Regions from separate parts of the Mus musculus genome. Here region 1 is linked to region 2. The links are chromatin contacts, called in public Hi-C maps. All regions are on one chromosome and are shown on one strand. Each heading gives the region's core, a stretch centred on a gene start, on an enhancer-like site or on the middle of the called end of the contact. The rest is flanking DNA. Distances are from core to core; before and after follow the strand shown.

Region 1 (6,820 bases), core at 2,736-5,235, 99 kb after region 2:
CAAACAAGTGGGTTGTTTGGATTCCTAGTTTCCTTCTGTATCTAAAGCTGTCATGTCAGGCAAAACAAAGCATGAAGAAGGCCACCAAGGAGCCAGGCTTGGTGGCAACACACCATTTATCCCAGCGTTCAGGAGGCAGAGGCTACACAGAGAAACCCTGTCTCAAAAATCAAAACAAAACAAAACAAAACAAACACCAGGAAAAAAGAAAGCCCACCAAAAGTAGCTCTAAAGCAATCCGCAGCCCAGGAACCTTTGATAAGTAGCCATTTAGAATCCACATCAGCTGCTTCCACTCTCCAGATCCCAGATTTGCTGTTGACCTGCCCCGCTCGTTCCCTGTGACGGACCCCACAAAAAGATTCATTCACTGTGTATTGAGGAGGGTCTTGTGATGTTGCCTAAGCTGGTGTTTAACTCTTGAACTCAAGGAATCCTCCTGTCTCTGCTTCCTGCATAAATGGCAATATGATAGATCATATACCACCAAACCCAGCCAGCCAAAAGAATTAAAGCCAGTGTCCCAGGCATTTGAAGAGTAGAGTTCCTGGACACAAGACTCCTATACCCTGCTAAAAGTACCAGGATAAACCCACAGGTAAAGGGACAGTCCTGTGGTTTTTCAGTTGGAGGAGTGCAGAGTCACAATGACACACAACACGTTAAGTCACTAGGTGGTCTGAAAGCAAAGGCGTGGGCCATGCAAGTTGTTAGAGACCCACTCTTGCACATAGTACATGTGGCTTGGCCAAATGTCACTAATACTAAGCTGCTCAAGGGAGGGTACAGGACAGTGAGCTAAGGTCCCCAAGAAACCACAGAAATCAATCCCAGCACTCGGGAGGCAGAAGCAGGCAGATTTCTGTGTCTGAAGTCAGCCTGGTCTACAGAGTGAGTTCCAGGACAGCCAGGGCTACACAGAGAAACCCTGTCTGGAAAAACAAAACAAGTTAAAACAAAACAATCAAAAAGAAGCCACAGGAAAAGCTGCTTCTCTTCCTAGAGTATCCATTTGATCCAGAGCAAAATAATCCTTTGCTGTGTCTTTTAAGTCAAAGCAAGCTGATAGGTCATGGTATAGGTCATGGTAGAAGACATAAAGTTTAAATTCACCTTAAAGATAAATTACAAAGCTTCAAAGAAATTTGCTTTTTGTACCGCTCTGGGTCCATTGAGTAGCAGGCATTCCCTCAGAAGCCCTGGCTCAAAGGAGCCACACAGAAATGGAATGTGCCACTAGCCTCTCCTCACACTGTAAAGGTCCCCTCAGTGCACTGATGTCATTGGTAGAGCAAGAGCCCCCTCCATCATCTGGGCTGACTATCCTGTCGCTTTCCTTTGCCTCCCAGGTTCTCATCTGGAATGTTGTGGATACCCTTGTGTTAGTCCCTGTCTCAGTGACCACAGCAGCTCTCCATATGGATGAGACACTGGTAAGCATGCCTTGGGAGGAGCTCCGGACAGACAGGACAGACAACTCCTCTTTTCTTGCTGCCTCCAGGTGACAGGAAGCCCAGACAAAGCAACATGGGTACAGATGACAAGGGCAGGGCAACCAGGGCCCAGGGAAGTAAATTTCGCTGATTTAGTTTTTATGTTTCTGTGGGAGGGCTTGTCGTTGTTGTTGTTGTTGTTGTTGTTGTTGTTGTTGTTATTGCTGCTGCTGTTGTTGTTGTTACTGTTGCTGTTGTTGTTGCTGCTGTTGCTGTTGCTGCTGCTGCTGCTGTTGTTGTTACTGCTGTTGCTGTTGCTGTTACTGTTGCTGCTGCTGCTGTTGCTGTTACTGTTGCTGCTGCTGCTGTTGCTGTTGCTGTTGGAGATAGAGTCTCACTATACAGGCCTGGATGACCTGGAACTCACTCTGTTGATCAGGTTGTTACTTATTTTGGTTCCTGGATAGAAAGACTAGATAATTTCTTCCCAAGTAGAGACATTAGAAATTAATCTGGGTGTGTGTGTGTGTGTGTGTGTGTGTGTGTGTGTGTGTCTTTTTGTGTGTATATCTGTGTCTGTCTATCTGTATGTGAGTGAATGTCTGTGTGTGTCTGTCTGTCTGTGTCTCTCTGTGTGTCTATGTGTATGTCTGTGTGTCTGTTTCTCTCTCTGTCTCTGTCTCTCTCTCTGTCTATCTCTGTCTGTCTCTGTCTCTCTCTGTGTGTATGTCTGTACCTATGTCTGTGCTATGTGTGTCTGTGTGTAAGAGTATCTGTGCGTGTGTGTCTGTGTGTCTGTGTGTCTGTGTGTATGGGTGTATATCTGTGTGTCTGCCTGTCTGTCTGTACCTCTGTGTATCTCTCAGTGTGTGTGTGTGTGTGTGTGTGTGTGTGTGTGTGTGCAATTGGATGTCAGAGGGTGATGTTGAGTCTCTTCCTCTGTCTCTATCTTATTCCCCTGAAACATCATCCTTCACTAAACCTGAGTTGCTTCACCTAGGCTGGCTAGCCCAGGAGCCCCCAGGATCTGTGTGTCTCTCCTCCACAGTGCTGAGGACACAGGCACACAGAGTCATGCCCCAGTCTTTATGTGAGTGCTAGGGACTCAAACTCGGGTCCTCATGCTTTCGGAGAAAGCTGTTTTACCACTGAGCCATTTCCCTAACTCCAGAAATGACTTTTATCTATATTTTTGAGAGGATGTCATTGAAATCAGCTCCACTCTGGACTGTTCTGAGGTTGAGAATAAGTAGATATGTCTCCAGCTCAGGGGTATCTTGTCTAAGTTCACTCTGAAACAAATATGCCCAGGCTCCTGACCACCAAAGTAGGTTCCCCAGCCCCCGGCAGCTCCCTCCTCTGACCTTCAGGCAGGTAAAGTACCTCTGAGTCTCCTTAAGGATGAAAACAGTATCTCATTAGCCCATGTGCCCCTACTGCTTAGTGGAGTCACTACACAGGGACGCTTTTGGTAAATATTTGTGGGTAACGAGATAACAGTGTTCACCTGATCATCACAAATATTTATATGGTTATAGTCTATGCACTCCGCTGGGCAGAGGGATTCAGTGATGGATACAGAAAGAGTCTTAAGGCTGGAGGATGTGGCTTCCTGGTACAATACTTGATTAATATGCTCAAGACCTCCTCAACAACAACAACAACACACACACACACACACATCCCAAAGACCCTTAAAGCTATCAAGGTGGGTTCAGTTTCCTGTAGCTAAAGATATCCGGAGGAACAAAGGTCATGCTCATAGGTGGACCATCACAATCACAGGAATGCCTGTGGTGGGTGGGCTGACGGTGACCCTCCCATCACCCTGTAGGAAAGTGAGGCCCAGAAGACACCTGTTGAGACAGGTAACTCCCACTTGTCCATTGTCCCATGTTTGCAGAGGAGCTGCAGGGAGCTGGGAGTGGGGGGAGACGAGGAATAGGTCACAAGCAGCCGGTCCTCCTTCCACAACCTAGTACACAGATAGGGCAGCTGTCCTGGGCAGGATCTATAACTCCTGATTTCAAGGCCTTATCATAAACAAGCTTTTCTCAATTGCAGGATCTGGATAAAGGGGTATACAGGTAGGAACAGTCTGGAAATGAGGGCAGGAGGGATAATCTAGCAACAGTTAGAATCGTGCGTACAGTTAGGATGCACGGATGGGAGAGTTGGAAGCAGGGTAGAGATATTTCTGACTAAATTGCCATATGGGACATTGAACTCATTAATTACAGTGCTTTCCTTCTTGCCCCATTCCCACAAGCAAAGGTGGTAAACATGCTTTGTCACCTGGTGAAATCCTAGGACAAGCCCAGAGAGCCAGCCATCGGAGCATTGTCCTGGCCTGCATCCTACTTATTGTTGATTTCCTGCTGTTGGCAAGTGCTTCTGGTCATTACCTAGCACTTCTGGAGGCAGGACTACTGAGGCAAGATGGCAAGATCCTGGAAAATAGTGAACTTCCCACAGAGAGGGAGGGGGACTGTGATGCTACCATCAGAGAGGGAGAGGATGGGAAAGGAAAGGAGACGGCAAGCTGAGACCTCAAGGCAAAGCGGATGTACCTGTCTGTCCCCTGCCAACACAAACTGCAGCCGTGTCTCTGCTTTCAGATCTTCCTCTAATCCTCATCCCCTCTTCATGCCTCCAGAGGCCAAGGGAAGCAGCCTTCACCCCGACCCACACTCCTACAGAGCAGCCTGAAGAAAGGGAACAATTATTCCTTCCCGGTGAAGGCCCGTCACTAACCATTCTGGACTTGGACCTTCCCTAGGTCCCGCTCCTAGGTAGGACTGCAAGCCCAGCACAAGGGGGAAGAGGTCTCTAAGAGGACCCCCAGGCTGTGCCTCCCTCCTCCTGCTGCTCTTCGGAGACATCAAACACGCTAGGCCTCGTGTGTAGTTGGAGTTAACAAACATAGCAAGGCCTCTCCTTTAGCTTCTCAACTCTGGCCTGAGCAAATCCCCCCTGGGACTTCAAAGCCAGCAACAATGTTTGCCAGGCCACAGCGCAGCAACAATGCTTTCCCTTTTGACCTGAGAAAGCATCCCGGCATCATTGCTGGAGGACTGCAGGCCAGGAAGCCAGACCTGAACATGGAAGCCTGCTCTGAGGTAGCCATTCCCCACAGCTCACTCTGCTGATCCAAGCACAGGGGAATGTGTGAGTCAGGCCTGATGGGAAATGGGATCCCACACCTTAGAGAAGACGGCTCTGGACAGAGAGAACAGGCTGCACCTACCTCCAGAGCAAGCTGTGACGAGCCTTATCACACCCAGACATGATGGCTACAGTGTGTACCTGCTGATGTCCGCAGGGACTTCCAGGGACATGGCAATGTGTGTACCAGATGTATGCGATTTCTGTAAAGGAGCATGTATGAAAATCTACATATCCCAATCGTCCCAGAAGCTACCAATGTGATCTTAACTTCTATTCCGAAAGCCAATATTAATAATTGGTCTGAAAGCAAAGGCCAGAGAAGGGTGTGGCAGAACAGCACAGGGTCTGGGGAGATGGCTCAGTGGTTAAGTGTACTTTCTGCTCTTCCAGAAGACCTGGGTTCAATTCCCAGCACCCATATCTAGCTACTTACAACTCTATACTTCCCAGTTCCTGAGCTCGCTTGGTACATATAAACTCACACAGCCACACGCACAGAGGAGGGGGCATGCCTGTCAGTATTGGAAATGGAGAAACCATAGGGCTTACTCTCTCCCAACATCCCCCACACACACACACACACACACACACACTACTTCTCCTGAACAGCCGATGAAGCACACATCCTTTCAGGAACTGTAATTTAAGGACCAAAAGGCAGCCCTAGGGACTGCAGAGATGGCTCAGCAGGCCAGAGCTCTTGCTGCTCTTCCAGAGGACCTGAGATTGGTTCCCAGTGCCCGCGTTGGACAACACACACACACACACACACACACACACACACAACCACACACTGAAATGAAAGAAAAGTGTCTTAGACTTAGCATTCAACTATATGATTATAACGACGTAATTTTTCCCTAAAGAAGGACTCTCACCTTCTGTGCCTCCACCACTCCATGCAAAAGGCAGCACTAAGAGTGTCCCAGCCCTTTGTGGAAATGCGCTCAGGATAAAGGAAGTGCGGGATAGGAAGCTTTGAGGTGCATGGACACAAGTGTCACTCCGAAAGTGGGTTCCTACTGTGACACAGCCAATTCCTCCCCATGTGACTCAGAGAGTATTAACATTCCTCTGTTTTGTTTTGTTTTGTTTTGTTTTGTTTTGTTTTGTTTTTTGAAACAGAGTTTCTCTGTGTAGCCCTGACTGTCCTAGAACTTGCTCTGTAGAACAGGCTGGCCTCAAACACAGAGATCGGCCTGCCTCTGCCCTCCAAGTGCTGGGACTAAAGGTGTGAGCCTCCACTGCCTGACTGGATGTTAATATTCTAACCCTGCTTCTTCATCTTTATAGAGTTGGAACTTTTTAGAAGACCATGCCCTAAGAGAAAAAAACAAGAAACAAAACAAAACAAAAAAAACCTGTTCTTAAGAAGGGCACCGCTATGATCCTAGCAATGGGAGGTAGGGGCAGGAAAATCAGGACTTTAAGGTCAATCTCTGATGCATGGTGAATACGAAGCCAGTGTGGGTTACATGAGACCCTGTCTCAGAAAACACACAATAAAAACAAAAATGCTGGGTGTGATAATTATATGGTAACATCTTATATAATAAGATGATGAAGAATATCTCTTAGAATCCCTGGTCTAGGGCTGTGGACCCCACACAAAGGGCATCCACAGCCCTGACTTCACAGCTATAGAAAGGGCAGCACGACAGCTGAGAGCCCAGATACTGCAGCAGGGCTCACTGGAGTCCCGCCCACCTTGCCATTTTCAGCTTGCACCCTTCACTAAGCATTGTCTCTGTGCTTTGTTTTCCTCATCCATAAAACAAGGATCAAAACAGCATCCACCATAAAGGACTATGGTTATGATGAAATATATTAACACAGAGAGAGGGCTCAGAAGGGCTCCGTGGGACACACAACACCATATTCATGTTTACAGTTCTTAATATTGAATTCTCAAACTAAGTATCTATGGTATTGCTTCTACAAATGCTATGCAGGACACAGACAAAATTCGAAGCATTGGGTAAGTGTTGAGAATGTGTGTTAGACTTGGGGGATGTCCAGAGAGCCGTGGAGGTGGCTTGTAAGGAGACTCAGTGTTATGGAGATAGGGGTAGCTAGAAGCTCGGCCTCAGAGGCACCTGGAAGTTGATTTGTGCTAGTCCAGTGGAAGAGTAGAAGGCTACCCTACTAAGCCAGGAGTTCTTAAGCTGAGCTTTGCTAAACACAGCCCTCCAACTTCTACAGTCCCTTCTTAGGCCTTT
Region 2 (7,050 bases), core at 3,641-6,140:
GATGAGGTAAACTATGGGAGCCTTCATCCATAAAACTGTCTGCAGTATTAAAAACACACTTCATAAAAAAATAAAAAATAAAATAAACCTCCCTGGTGACCAGGAATGTACCCCTCTAAGGTGGGAGTGGACTGAAAACCCCTTAAAAAAAAATTCTAAATGACTAGTTCCTGTTGCGTTGCGCAGACGTCCGGTAGAGGGCGCTGTTGATACAAATTCTATCAGCAACCCCTTGACTCCCTCCATTCCAGGGACTAGACTGTTTACAGCGCACAAATCCGGATTCTTCACTCTGAGAAATTAGCAGTTGTTCCAGGAGAAGAACGTGGCTCTTTCGGCTTGAAGGGTGATTTTTTTTTCCTGCCATCCTATTGGCTGAGGTCAGCTGTATTCCTACAAAACTGTCCCACTATTATTTTGAATTTTGCCACACAAGATTTGCCTGTCTCCTGAAGAAGTTACTGATGTTATTTGTCTCAAGGACAGACGTTCGGTGACTTAAGAATCTTTATGCGAAGCCGGGTGTGGTGGCACATGCCTTTTAATCCCAGCACTCGGGAGGCTGAGGCAGGCGGATTTCTGAGTTCGAGGCCAGCCTGGTCTACAGTGTGAGTTCCAGGACAACCAGGGCTATACGGAGAAACCATGTCTAAAAAAAAAAAAAAAAAAAAGAATCTTTATGCGGGAATGTTGAGCTATCTGGAATGAGGGAACCCAATTCCAACTCACTAGCCTGAGACCAAGTGGTTCTCAACCTTCCTAAGGCTGGGACCATTTAATACAGTTCCTCAAGTTGTGGTCACCCCCAACCATAAAATTATTTTTTTTTGTTGCTATTTCATAAGCTTCGCATGAATGAGTTAGTTGGGGGAGGGGTGGCGTTTGATCCCCCAGCACTTTGTAAACCAGATGTGGTAGTACTCATCTGCAGTCTCAGCACTTCTGAGGTGAAGGCAGGAGTTATCAGACGCTCAAGATGTTAAAACTAGGCTCCAGGTTTCTCCTTTTGTTTTGTATTTCATTTTCCATTCTAAAGACTAAAGGGTAACTACCCAGACAGGCTCCGGGCAATAACATTGTATATAACCGGGAGCTCTGTTTCCTATAACCTGAGCGACTAGACAAAAGTTCCTTCCTTCCCTCCAAACCATCACCCCTCTCCATCAACCAGCCTCGAAGGCTAGCTCAACTTCTCCAGACCCTGCTTGCATTACTTTGGGATGCCCAGGTCATCACAAGGATCAATACCAATTTGGTTGAGGCTACGCAGCTATTTTGATCTTTTCTGGAGCCTAGAACCTTCGCTGTCTTGAGCAGGCTTCTAGTTCTTCTGCAGAGGAGGACAGTCAGTTCCCAGACAGCTCAGGTACTCGTCATGGTTCAGGGTCCTTGAGACTGGGGATCCAGGCTGAGTCGACACGTCAGGACCCTCACCTCCCCGCACCCAAGAGCATTCATGGAGGGTAGCAGAGAGGCTGGGAGACAAAGATGGCTTTCACCCAGTGCCAGCTGCGAAGGAATGGCTGTGGCATGGTCTGTAGCCCTGAAGCAGGGTGCCGTCCTGTGACTCTGAGCTTAAAAATGTGTGAAATTTCTTTTTGCTGGGCATTTTACATCAAGCGGAACCTGTTCTCAGAGAAACATTCCATTTCACAGACCCTAATGGCTTTCCTCTGTGCCGATGCATTAATGAGGCTCCGGCTCATTCTAATCAGAAGGAAGCCATGCAGATAATTGCCTGAATTTTTAATTCAGAGTTATGATAGGAGAATCAAAGTCACACTGCAGTTGCTGAGGCTACCTCTGGTTCCAGCCCATTGACTTTTGCAATTTTCTTTGATTTCCCCCTCCCTGTCTCTTTCTCCCACTCCCACCTCTCTCTCTCTCTCTCTCTCTCTCCCTCTCCCTCTCTCTCTCTCTCTCTCTCTCTCTCTCTCTCTCTCTCTCTCTCCTCTTTCTCCCCTCCCCCCTTCTCTGTTCCTGGAGGCAGTTTCAAGTTGGGTGGCATAGAGAAAAACAAGGGCAGCCTTTAGGATCTTTCTACCTCCTCTTTTTTTTTTTTTTTTAATTCTTCCCTCCCCCACCATTGAAGGAGTTACTCTCTGATACACCTGTCACCCCAGGGCTGGTTCTGGGAGAGTGCTCTGCCATTGGCCTCCCCACTCGGGGTCTCCGTGCTCACAAGCAAAGACAGGAAATCTGCCGCGGGAGAGGACCTCCCTTGGCAATTTACCTTTCATTTCATCTCAGATTTTAGGGTGAGAGGGTGAGACTTAAAGGAGGAGGGGCAGGGAGAGACATCAGGTGGTCAGGGAGTTCTCAGCAACTGTGGGCTGAGCTGAGGGTAAGGAGGATGCCGGGGGTCCTTTCTGAACAGATTTACCTCCTGATGGTGACTACGGTAGAGAGCTAGAACCTTAAAAGACTTTCAGAACTCTGAGGACGTTCCAGTGGTAAAATGGGGTGAAGGCAAATTGGTCACACTATATATGTCACCACCCTGCTAAGGTAAACCACCCAGAGGCAGCACCAATGGAGGCTCCCTGACATTGGCCAGTTTCCTCCACAGCCTGAGACAGATTTGGCTGGGGGAGGAGAGTCAGCTTTCTTGGCCCAGGTCCAACAAGGTATTCTGGCTCTTCCAGGACAGTGGCTATTCCTGCAAAGGGAATTTCTTCCCCCAGCATCCCCTACAGCCACACAATACCAACAAATGTTTACATTTGAGGCCCCATCAGCAGAGCGAGCCTCAACTCTGACCTGATGCCCACGTTCACATGGCTTCCGGGAGCGGACTATATCTCCATACCTGGTTCTAGGAGATGATCTTACTTTCAAGAGACAGAAGGCATCTGCACTGTGTGTGAGCATCTTCTAGCTGCCAAGGGTTTCCCATGCCATTCAGCCATTAAGTCCTCACAAATACCATGTGAAGAAGATGTGGCCGTATCTACCCACCAGGAAGTAGGTGAATCAGCCTGAGATAGAAGTCTTGTTGCCACCTGCATCTTACTTCTCAAACGGAAGGTGGTGTTTGTTTGTCTGGTTTTGGACTTTTGCTTTGGCAGAATACACAAATACCTTTTAAGCGATTGCACTCCCAGGTCAGAGCAGTATTTCTGCTAACAGTCTTTCCCATTGCAAGATCCCAGAAATGACAAGGGGCAGTTACCTTTATTGCCCCATGGGGCTTTCTTTTCCGCAGTCAAATGTGGCCTCGTGCTTGAATAACACCCGTGTCTGGAGAACGCTTAAGCAGTTTCAGCCATACTCTGTCTTTTCTCAGACGTTAGGGACAAAGGGGAGAAGACTGCCACCTGCTTGAGACCAGGGGACTTCACCTAGACTCGGCTACTATACAAGTGCAAACCTCCACTGAACTTTTTACTATTGCTGCTGGTTTGTTTGTTTGTTTGTTTGGCAGGGTCTCACTGTGCCCCTGGCTGGCCTGGGACTCTCTATGTAGACGAGACTGGCCTTGAACTCACAGAGCTCCACCTGCCTTTGTCTCCTGAGTGTTAGGATAAAAAGAATGATCCACCATGTCCTGCTCTATTGAAGTTTTGTTTTTGTTTTTGTTTTTGTTTTTTTTTAAATAAAATCAGCCGTTTGGCTTGATGGTGCAAACGTGTAGTCCCAACACTGAAGAAACTGAAGCAGGAGAGTAGCAGGTTTGACTGTAACCTGGGCAATGTAGTGATACTCTGCCTCAAAAAAATAAAAATAAAAACAAGTTAGTATGATGTTTCATCTGTGTAACCCCAGTCTTGGAGAGCTGAAGCAGGTAAGTTGCTAAGGGCTCCAAGGCAGCCTGGGCTACAGAGTCAGACTTTGTCTCAATAATAATAATAGTAATAATAATAATAGTAATAGTAAAAAATTAGTGCCCATTTCTTTTCTAAAGGGGACATTTAAAAATACTTTTAGGCAGAGTTGGGTTTCATTCACTCAGCAAATATTTAATCAGCATTGATCATATTCCAGGCTGTGCCAGGCACTGAGGCTGATGGGAAGAAAGAGTCCTGCTCTCTATGAGCTACATTTAATGCTCATAGAAGTAAATTCTTATCCCACAGGATGAAGGCTGCAGCAGACAGAAGTACAACGTTCAATGAACATTGAATGGATGCCCTGAAATCAAGCTTACAAAAACCACTGTTTAAACTCCAGCAAAATCGACAGTCACAATCAGAACCTTGTCCCTGTGCTCAGGGTGTATCCATTCAGGGATGAGCAAGCGCATTCTAAACTTTGCCCCCTTCTTCTCCTCCTGAGCCATCTTTCTCCTGGCTCCTTGGAGACCCAGGCTGCTCCCCAGACCCTGTGCACTCCAGCTTCAGCCCTGTGAACCTGGAGTTAATGATTAAACCCAGCGTCGGTGAGGTGGCTGGAGGCAGAGGCTTCCTTGGGGTGAGCCAGGCAGCTCAGTCTTGAAAATTGCCCGGGTTCCTGGCTCTGCTCCAGCCTGGCACAGGCCAGAGACAGATCCAGCACCCACACCCACAGGCAGTACCTCCTCAAAGTCTTCTGAAACCTCAACACCATGCAGTCTCTAGCCCTTCTGGAGCAAACCTAAGGCACTGGGGGGCCTTCTGAGGGGTGTGTGTGTGTGTGTGTGTGTGAATGAGTCTTTAGGACAGATTCCAGTTCTGCTACCAATTAGCAGGGCGACCCCTGGGGCAGTCTCCTTACCTTTTTGGAGCTTCAAACTCCTCATCCGTAACAAAAGAAGACTGTGAGCAGACTGGGCCCTGTTCCATGCCTTTGTCACGAGCTGAGCTGTCACGCCGGCCTGGTACGTGCTATTTCTTCTGACTTCTCACTCATCCTTCAGGATGAAGCAAAGGTCTCACCATCTTCAGAAAGCCATCCCTGGCTTCCTCCCTGTGTGCCACCCCCAGCCTCCAGGCACTGCTTGCCCTCTCATGACACATCACTTCTAGTTGTCCCCAGCTAGACTGAGCTTAGGGAAGAAGTTGTTTATCTTTTCTATCCCAGCATAGAGTCTGACACTAAGTGTGAGCTCAGAAATGTCAGGTTTCATCCGATTAGAATTGTCTCCATTAGTGGAATCCATTTTAATATTTTTTTAAAAAAAGATTGATTGATTGACTGATTGATTGATTGATTGATTTAACACGTATGAGAGCTTTGCTTTGCCTACATGTATATCTGAACACCATATCTGTGCCTGGTTCCCAAGGTTGCCCAAAGAGGGTAGGACTACAGTTAAAGATCTTTGTGAGCCAACATATGGGAGCTGGGAATCAAACTTGGGTCCTCTGGAAGAGCATCCATTGCGCTTAACCACTGAGCCTTCCTTCCAGCCTCTACTTATTTTAATCTTTACTTCTTTGGTCCATGTCTCTCTTTCCACTTTAACAATAAAATCTTACTCACTTTATTTCCTTTCAGTTTGGAAACCCTCCATTCTACTTCTTGTCCCCCTCACTACCTTAGGTAAAGAACCCTTGAAATATTAGTGTAGTGTTAATATCTCCAACTTCTTTGAAATATTAGTATAATATTAATATCTCCAACTTCTTTGAAATATTAGTGTAGTGTTAATATCTCCAACTTCTTTCCCCCAGATGTAGAAACTTCAGTCCTTCCCAAGTTTGTACCATGTTATAGTTCTTCGGTGTCATCTTATTTTTGTAATCCAACAAAATTATTGTATGAAATAATTTATAGTCAATATTATTTAAATATGACTATACAATTATGTATTTATTTTTTGTTTGTGTTGGTTCTTAAGTGCCACTTCATATAGGATCAGCTGTCTTCAAAGCACATCCTTTAGTAATTCTCTCACTGAGGGATTATGACAGATAAGCTCTTCTCTATCTGAGAAAAGTCTTTATATTGTTTTCAGTCTTGACTACACCTTAGCTATGAATCTGTATGTGAGTGGCTGTTCTTCTTGTGCATTTTCAAGTTTACTCCCACTGGGTTCTGGCATCTTTAGTAGCTGATAAGAAATCTGCTGTCAGTCAGAAATGTGTTTAGAGGATAGATGTGGTGGGGCACAACTTTTATCCCAGCACTCAGGAAACAGGCAACTGGATCTCTGAGAGTTCAAGGCCAGGCTGAACTACATGGAGAGTTCAAGGCCAACCAAAGCTAGATAGTGAGCCCCTACTTCAAATAAACACACACACACACACACCACCCGGTTTTGTTTTGTTTTGTTTTTTGTTTTTTGTTTTTTTGTTTTTGAGATAGGATTTTGCAGCCTAGATTAGCCCATGTTGTGTAACAGTTTCCTTTGAGATTGAAACAACCTATCCTTCAGGGAAGCTCCTTAAACAGGAAGGTAAATAACTCAAAATAACTCCAGGAATTCCCTGAAACTGACCAGATTCACTAGGCTCCTCCCTGCCTGAGTAAGCAATTAAAAATTTTTTTTCAAACTTCCCTTTAAGACCTGGGGAAAGCCTGGCGGTGGTGGCACATGCCTTTAATCCCAGCACTCGGGAGGCAGAGGCAGGCAGATTCCTGAGTCCGAGGCCAGCCTGGTCTACAAAGTGAGTTCCAGGACAGCCTGGGCTATACAGAGAAACCCTGTCTTGAAAAAAACAAAACAAACAAACAAACAAACAATCAAACAGACCTGGGGAAAAGAACAGCCACCAACAAGATTCTCAGACAACCTGAACTGAAGCAAAAGCAAAGAAGGAGCCAAGCTAAATGGACTCTGAGACCGGACCAGTTGCCTGGGAGAAGCAGAAGCTGGCATGGCTGCCTGCAAGAGATGTAGACTAGAGTCTCTTGGAAAGAACATTCTCCAACCTGCTGAGCTGCCTGCAGGCTGTACAGTGTGCTCCGGGTTCTCAGCTTTGTGAGCTGTCATCCATGATAGGGGCGGGGAGGGGAGGCGATGATGCAGCTGTCTTTGAGTCATTTCTGCTTCTGTAAGTAGCCCCAATAAAACTCATGGTTTACTAAATAGGACTTTGGTGGTATCTGTACCTGAGTCTGTCATGGGCTCCCTATCTGGGATGAATAGATGGGTGTGTGCTGCATCTCCCTAGAAAAAGTTTTGTCACA

What was found. Hi-C and Micro-C count contacts between places; a contact is called where the count stands out from the background.
Region 1: a contact with region 2 is called in a Hi-C map of extraembryonic ectoderm, with 2.8 times the contacts expected there. The contact joins two enhancer-like sites. A contact is called at or near these places in 9 of 15 datasets of contacts at CTCF or cohesin (CD8 T cells, the NIH/3T3 cell line, embryonic stem cells and 4 more), 157 of 484 Hi-C or Micro-C datasets (the 4T1 cell line, 8-cell embryo, the AtT-20 cell line and 77 more), 21 of 115 datasets of contacts at active chromatin or transcription factors (the 230-238 cell line, Th17 cells, astrocytes and 13 more) and 1 of 9 other capture datasets (embryonic tail).

What each region holds. Positions count from the first base shown.
Region 1 is chr11:83,915,781-83,922,600 of GRCm38.p6, forward strand. No RefSeq gene overlaps it. Among named protein-coding and RNA genes, the nearest start is that of Ddx52, 23 kb to the right of the region's middle. Within about 2 kb of position 3,986, at least 14 of the 459 cell types and tissues checked have an H3K27ac peak or open chromatin away from gene starts, as enhancers often do. A contact at or near this core is called in extraembryonic ectoderm and sperm, where this site is marked.
Region 2 is chr11:83,815,616-83,822,665 of GRCm38.p6, forward strand. Gm12576 (a long non-coding RNA gene) reads right to left here. Exons shown (of 4, transcript XR_388929.3): 3 at 4,693-4,828. Among named protein-coding and RNA genes, the nearest start is that of Gm38934, 8.1 kb to the left of the region's middle. Within about 2 kb of position 4,891, at least 41 of the 459 cell types and tissues checked have an H3K27ac peak or open chromatin away from gene starts, as enhancers often do. A contact at or near this core is called in extraembryonic ectoderm and sperm, where this site is marked.